2 separate regions of the Mus musculus genome follow, and region 1 is linked to region 2. Evidence: chromatin contacts called from public Hi-C data. All regions are on one chromosome and are shown on one strand. Each heading gives the region's core, a stretch centred on a gene start, on an enhancer-like site or on the middle of the called end of the contact. The rest is flanking DNA. Distances are from core to core; before and after follow the strand shown.

Region 1 (3,078 bases), core at 547-3,046, 62 kb before region 2:
AATCTGATGGCCTATACGTCACATGGAGAGGGACAGACCCCTTTAAGTTACCCTCTGACCTCTACACATGTGCCATGGCACAGGCATGTACACACACACACACTAAATTAAAATGTAGCCCATCTATTTTAAAATACTGTCACTCCAACTAAGCATGTTAGTGCAAACCTATAATCTGCTCAGAAAACTGAGGCAGGAGGATTGAGCTCAAGGCCAAACTTCTGAAAAGCAAGACCTTGTCTCAAAAACAACAAAAGAGGCCGGAGAGGTGGCTTAGGGGCTACTGTGCTGGCTACTCTTCCTGAAGACCTAGGTTCTATTTCCCAACACACACACACACACACACACACACACACACACACACACACCCTCACAACTAATCCATAACTCTGGTGCCAGAGGGTTTGATGCCCTCTTCTGGCTTCTACAGGTACCAGGCATAGACATGGTACACAGATGTACATGCAGGCCAAACACCATACGGGTTTGGTTTTTGGTTTTCGTAAAAAGACTGTCACTGTAATAGCCCATCGTGTAGCTGTGGAGACTGGCTAGTGTCTGTTCCAGGTCACAGCCTTGAACACAGGCTCTGTGAGCCCCAAATGACCTGATGCCTCCTCACTTGTCCTGGAGACCCTGACAATCAGGCCTTGTATCAGAACTCCAGAGAAAGAGGGACAGACAAAGGACAAACACGAGGCTGCCTCCCCTGGCCAGCATCTTCTCTGGGGCAGAGAGGGGAATGACAAAGAGCGGGGCAGTGAGCCAGGCCGGGAGAGCAGCCAGGCCCCATGTGGGGCAGATCTGAGTGGTGCCAGAAGCCCTCAGCCCCTTGGTCTGGCCATGCCTGGGGGGGGGGGGGGAGGAGCTGTCTGCAAGGATGGAAGCCACACTAGGGTTTTGTTTCTTTGTTTGGTTTTGGCTTTTTTTTATCTTGGGGTGTGTGTGTGTGTGTAAACTCTGGTTTTGTTCTGTGCCCTTCCTTTCTCCCTTCCTCTGCCCCTCCCTCCTCCCCAGAGTGTCGCCCACCCACCCACCCCCACATGCTAGGCAAGCACTTCATTATTTAGGTGCCACCCTGGCTAATCGAGACCAGATTGGTCTCAAACTCAGATATATGATTGATTTTTTTCTCTTAAGCACCAGGATTAAGGGCATGTGCCACCAAACTCGGACCTCTTATTTAAAGTTTTCTTTCCTTTATTTTCTATGTATAGGTGTTTTGCCTGTGCACCACATGCCTGCAATGCCCTCAAAGGCCAGAAGAGGGCATCAGATCCCCTAGAACTGGACAGTTAGGACCAGCCACAGGGCCAGGGCGCTCTCCAGCCCTTCTCACTTTTGAGACTGGGTCTCAGTAAGCTCCCCAGGTTGACCTTGAACTTACTCTAGCTCAAGCAGGCCTCAAATTCACGATTCTCCTGCCTCAGCCTTCTGAGGCACATCGCTCTTAACAGCCTTGCACTCCCATTGAAGGCAGTGTGTTACAGCGGGCTTTCTACTGAGGTAGACCTGCAGGGGTTTCTATCTTCTGTCACCTACGTGTGCCCACTCTCTATAAGTCACCAAGGATAGGGGCCTGCAGGTCCTTCCCCCTGGGCCTCCTCCTAGGTCAAGAGCAGCTAGGGTGGGACACAAGGGCTACGGCTTGAATCTCACGGCCTGTGTGCTCTGAGGAGCTCGGGCTTCCCCTTTCTGCCAGGACTCAATTCCTGGTGGCCTGGGTCCAGCTGCACTACTGGGCCACACCCCTGGTGACCTGCCGTTTTGTCCTACTCCTGGACAGGCTCCACGCTGGCCTCTCACCCTCCAGAGCCACAGGCCCAGACCCAGCGTACAGAGTGGCTGTCCTGCCTCTTCCCAATTCCCTGTTTTTCCTTAAAAAGGCGTGTGCCTTGGGCTTCATCATAGCCAACAGTGAGTCACAGCAGTTATTTTGAAGGTACAGCCCAGAACAATCACCTCCCAGGCGGGCGGGGAGGGTGAGCCCTCAGAGATTTCCTGTCCAACAGCTGCCAGTTCTTTGGCTGAACAGTCTGACAGGACCGTGAGGCATTTCAGAACACACAGTAGGAAATGTTAGCCATGTTTTCTCTCCTGGAGAGTAGTGCGGTGCCGAGGCCAGGCAGGAGCCTAGAGGGTCCTCCATGGGGCACACCCCACCCTCCACACCCAGGGGCCCATAGTGGCCTTCATGTGCCATGTCTTGGACACACGTAGGGTCTCGAGGAAGGGAAGTCTCTGCTTGTGCTCTGGAGGTACCATGAGGCCCCCTTCTGTCTTGGAGGGAGAGGGACCCCAAGGAAGAGGTGCACGTAAGACCTGGGTTACTGTGGGTGCTCTATCAGAAGAATCACTCGCCCAGTGTCAGTGGGGCCCAGGTTTCACCCCAACAGCAGGAAAGACAAGTGAAAATCCAGCCTGCCCACCAGTGCCTTCACAGCCTGGCATGAGTGACTTGCTCACCTGACTCAGAAAGCTTCAGTTCACAGTCCATGTAGTCAAACATCTCCACGGTAAGCTGAAAACTAGGAGAAAAGACGGGGATGCAAAGGGCAGCAGGGCACACCCACACAATCCCCGAGACCCCTTAGGAACAGGAAGCAAACTCCATCAGGCAGAAACATGGAGTACCTGATAAACCCCTTCACCCATAGCCTGGCCCCCTGGGGGTCATGACCTTCAGCCCTGTGGCCTCACTTGACATGGTCCCCAGTGGGCAGGCACTTGGGGGAAACTGAGGCTACACAGACTCACATGTTGTTGACATCAGTTCCCGCCGCCTTCTCCAACACCTCATCTGTTACCTCCAGGCCTGCAGGAAACTGGGGATGCTGCAGAAACAGCCCCCACGCAGCCTCATTGAGCAGCCACACACGGGTCCCATCCCTGCTCCTGACAGCTCCCATGAGAAGGGGAGTCGCCAGGGAGGTTTCTCAATCCCCTCATTCTGTGATCCCAGCTTCTCTGGTTAAGCCAAAGGGGCCGACAGAAATCCTGGGGCTGAGGCAGGGGCAGCCTGACCAGGACTGACGGGCAAGGCCACTGGAGCACACACAGGCTGGCATCTGCATTGGA
Region 2 (3,025 bases), core at 303-2,802:
TCCCACTCTCAGTCTTTACCCGTAAAAGGGTAACGGCAGTACTCTTAGACAAATGCCCTATCACTGAGCAATATCTACAGCATTTGTTAATTATTGTTACTTCTGTGTATGAGTGCTTTACTGCGTGTTCATCTGTGTATCTTGCAGGCTCAGTGCCTGTGGAGGTTGGAAGTTGCTATCAGAACTGCTGACATTAATGAGTAACAATAGGGGGGCCCTGGGAATCAAACCTAGGTCTTTTGGAAGAGCAAACGGTTCTCTTAACCAACCATCAAACCATCTCTCTAACCTCCACAGCCTTTTATGGAAATAACCTTTTGAGACTTAGTCTCACTAAATTGCCTTGCCCAGGGGCTCACTCTGAGTCCTTGAAATTTCCAGACTCCACAATAGCTGGAATTACAGACCTATAGTCGTCATAAGTGCCTGGAGTATAGTAATCACTCAGCATTAGCTATCATTATTATTATTAGTTACAGTTAGACAGGGCCTTGCTATGCAGCCCTGTCAGTTTTGCAAACTGGCCTTGAACTCACAGAACTCAGATGCCAGCCGGGCGTGGTGGCACATGCCTTTAATCCCAGCACTTGGGAGGCAGAGGCAGGTGTCGGATTTCTGAGTTCGAGGCCAGCCTGGTCTACAGAGTGAGTTCCAGGACAGCCAGGGCTATACAGAGAAACCCTGTCTTGAAAAACCAAAAACCAAACCAAACCATACGGTACAGAATTATGTTCTGTTTTTGTGTAGGAAAGGTGGGGACTGAACTCGCCCCATGCGTGCAAGACAACTCTACCACCAAGCTAAGCGTAGCCCCCAAGTTAAAGATATTTAACGTTGGGATATGACGGCTCACACGGATATTCTCAGAACTCAGGAGGCAGGGGGAGTTCAGAGCGATGCCAGCATGGTCTACCCAGGGCGTGGAGGGCACGACAAGTTCATAGGGCAGTCATGTATATGATTTCGGACAGTACTTTGAAAAAGACTTATAATGACTTTCAGTTACTAGTACCTAAATACACACACAAAAGAACTTGGAATTCCAAGTCACAGTACCTGGATTCCAGTCTATTAGGGGTGGCAGCGGGGGGAGGGGGGGACGGGGCTCAGTGGAGGTAACCAGGTAATAAACCCATCATACAAAAAGTGTTCGTGTCACCCTACACTGATACGTTAAGTGCAATCCTTGGGCAAATTCACTTTCGAGACTGTCAATGGGAAGGAAGAAGTCGGTCCACTCGCTAGGCTACTGTTAAATAAGCGAGGGAGGGCAATGTCCCTGCCAACGTTCAACAGCAGCGCTCCGGTGCTCGTGCCTCGTCGCTGGGTCCCAGCTAGGGCCGGCCTCTCGGCGCCCTGTCCCGGGGCGGCGGCGCTCACCTGGCGCCGGTATAAGGTCGCCGAAGGGTTCATGGATGACTCCCCCGCCCCCAGAGAGAGTTGGTGCCAGCAGCGGGTCACCTCCGAGACGCCATAGGCGCACGGCCGCAGCGGCGGGGGCAAAGCCACAGCCCAGGACGGCGCGCCCTCAGAGCTACGCATGCGCGCATGCGCACTCAAACCGCCGGGCCAGCCGGCGGGCCGCACTCGGACGTTGCGCAGGAGTGATGCTCTCGCGAGACTTGCGCCTGTGCTCGCTCGCGGATCAAGAACGTGAACCTATATTCATTCCCACGCCGGAAGCCTTCGGCCCCTCTAAGGTTCCCAGAGCGTCGCAGCGGGAAAGACGAAGTGAATTAAAAGCCGTTTCTAGGTCCCAGTGATCCTGGGTCCCTCCCTGTGGATGTTTAGTCTGAAGAACCGGGCCGGGCTCTCAGCACTGGTCTGAACCAAGATCATTGGAGACAGAGGGTCTGCCAGTCAATCGATCATCGATCTGCTCTTAGTAGTGATGAGAACCGTGACATGTTATTATTTTTTAAAAAGATATTTTAGTAATTATATCATTAATATATATAATATATTTACTATATGTAAGTACACTGTAGCTGTCTCCAGACGCCCCAGAAGAGGGCGTCAGATCTCATTACGGATGGTTGTGAGCCACCACGTGGTTGCTGGGAATTGAACTCAGGACCTTCAGAAGAGCAGTGAGTGCTCTTAACCACTGAGCCATCTCTCCAGCCACATTTACCATAATACTGCTGGATCCCGCGGAGAAACGACGGAGACCTACGGGAATTCTGGGTCTCATTATTTCCATGTTTGTGCATTCCCGCATCAGTGCAACTTCCAGAGTCTCCCTCCAGAGGCCTTCCATCATCACCTTTGAGGCAGGTCCACCACTTATGCCAGAAGGGCTATCCAGCCATCCTCTTCCCAGGCTCTAGGATTTCGGCCTTTCGTTTTATGGTTGTTAGGGAGTCAGAAGGGGGTGGGGGCAAGCAGAATAACCCTGGACCCTAAGAGCTATTTCCACCCAGGCCTGACCACCTGAGAATTATCCTAGGATTCCACAGTGGAAGGAGAGAATTCAAAGTTGTTTTATCTCTGCACACCAACACACACTCACACCAAAATAAATGAACTTAAAATTATATGTGTGCTAGGGATCGAATCTCTGTCACCATCAGGATGCAAACTCTTTACCACATGCTACAGACCTAATAAAAATGTAGCAAATGAGTGGCGCACACCTTTAATCCCGGCACTCAGAAAGCAGAGGCAGGCGGATTTCTGAGTTCAAGGCCAGCCTGGTATCTACAGAGTGAGTTCCAGGACAGCAAGGGCTACACAGAGAAACCCTGTCTCGAAAAACTAAAAAGTAGCAAATGAAAAAGCAAAAAGATTAAAAAACTAGCCAGGTGTTGATCACACCTTAAATCCTTAAATCTCCGGAGTCAGAGGTCCTAGTTCAAGGCCAGCCTGGTCTACAGAGCAAGCTCTAAGACAACCCAAACCCAAAACAAAACAAGATTATGACAATTAGAATTAAAATCAACCTTTAAAACTAGGGGGAAGGTTAAATTTCAAGTGAAAGGAAAAAAGTCACATTATCAATAAGGGCAATTTTAGACTACTTTCT

The links. Hi-C and Micro-C count contacts between places; a contact is called where the count stands out from the background.
Region 1: a Hi-C map of reprogramming fibroblasts shows a contact between it and region 2, with 3 times the contacts expected there. The contact joins the enhancer-like site here to the promoter of Ccdc62 in region 2. A contact is called at or near these places in 21 of 39 promoter capture datasets (the 3T3-L1 cell line, 3T3-L1-derived adipocytes, the C10 cell line and 14 more), 11 of 15 datasets of contacts at CTCF or cohesin (the G1E-ER4 cell line, the NIH/3T3 cell line, embryonic stem cells and 5 more), 238 of 484 Hi-C or Micro-C datasets (2-cell embryo, the 3T3-L1 cell line, 3T3-L1-derived adipocytes and 127 more), 41 of 115 datasets of contacts at active chromatin or transcription factors (the 230-238 cell line, the HPC-7 cell line, the NIH/3T3 cell line and 24 more) and 7 of 9 other capture datasets (adipose tissue, embryonic stem cells, embryonic tail and 4 more).

Annotation. Positions count from the first base shown.
Region 1 is chr5:123,991,194-123,994,271 of GRCm38.p6, reverse strand. Hip1r (huntingtin interacting protein 1 related) reads right to left here. Exons shown (of 32, transcript NM_145070.3): 6 at 2,758-2,834; 7 at 2,467-2,528. Among named protein-coding and RNA genes, the nearest start is that of Mir7032, 4.1 kb to the left of the region's middle. Within about 2 kb of position 1,796, at least 173 of the 459 cell types and tissues checked have an H3K27ac peak or open chromatin away from gene starts, as enhancers often do. A contact at or near this core is called in 3T3-L1-derived adipocytes, the 63-12 cell line, the AtT-20 cell line and 45 more, where this site is marked.
Region 2 is chr5:123,929,216-123,932,240 of GRCm38.p6, reverse strand. It overlaps Ccdc62 (coiled-coil domain containing 62), which reads right to left and starts at 1,552. Exons shown (of 13, transcript NM_001134767.1): 1 at 1,381-1,552. The coding sequence starts at 1,542.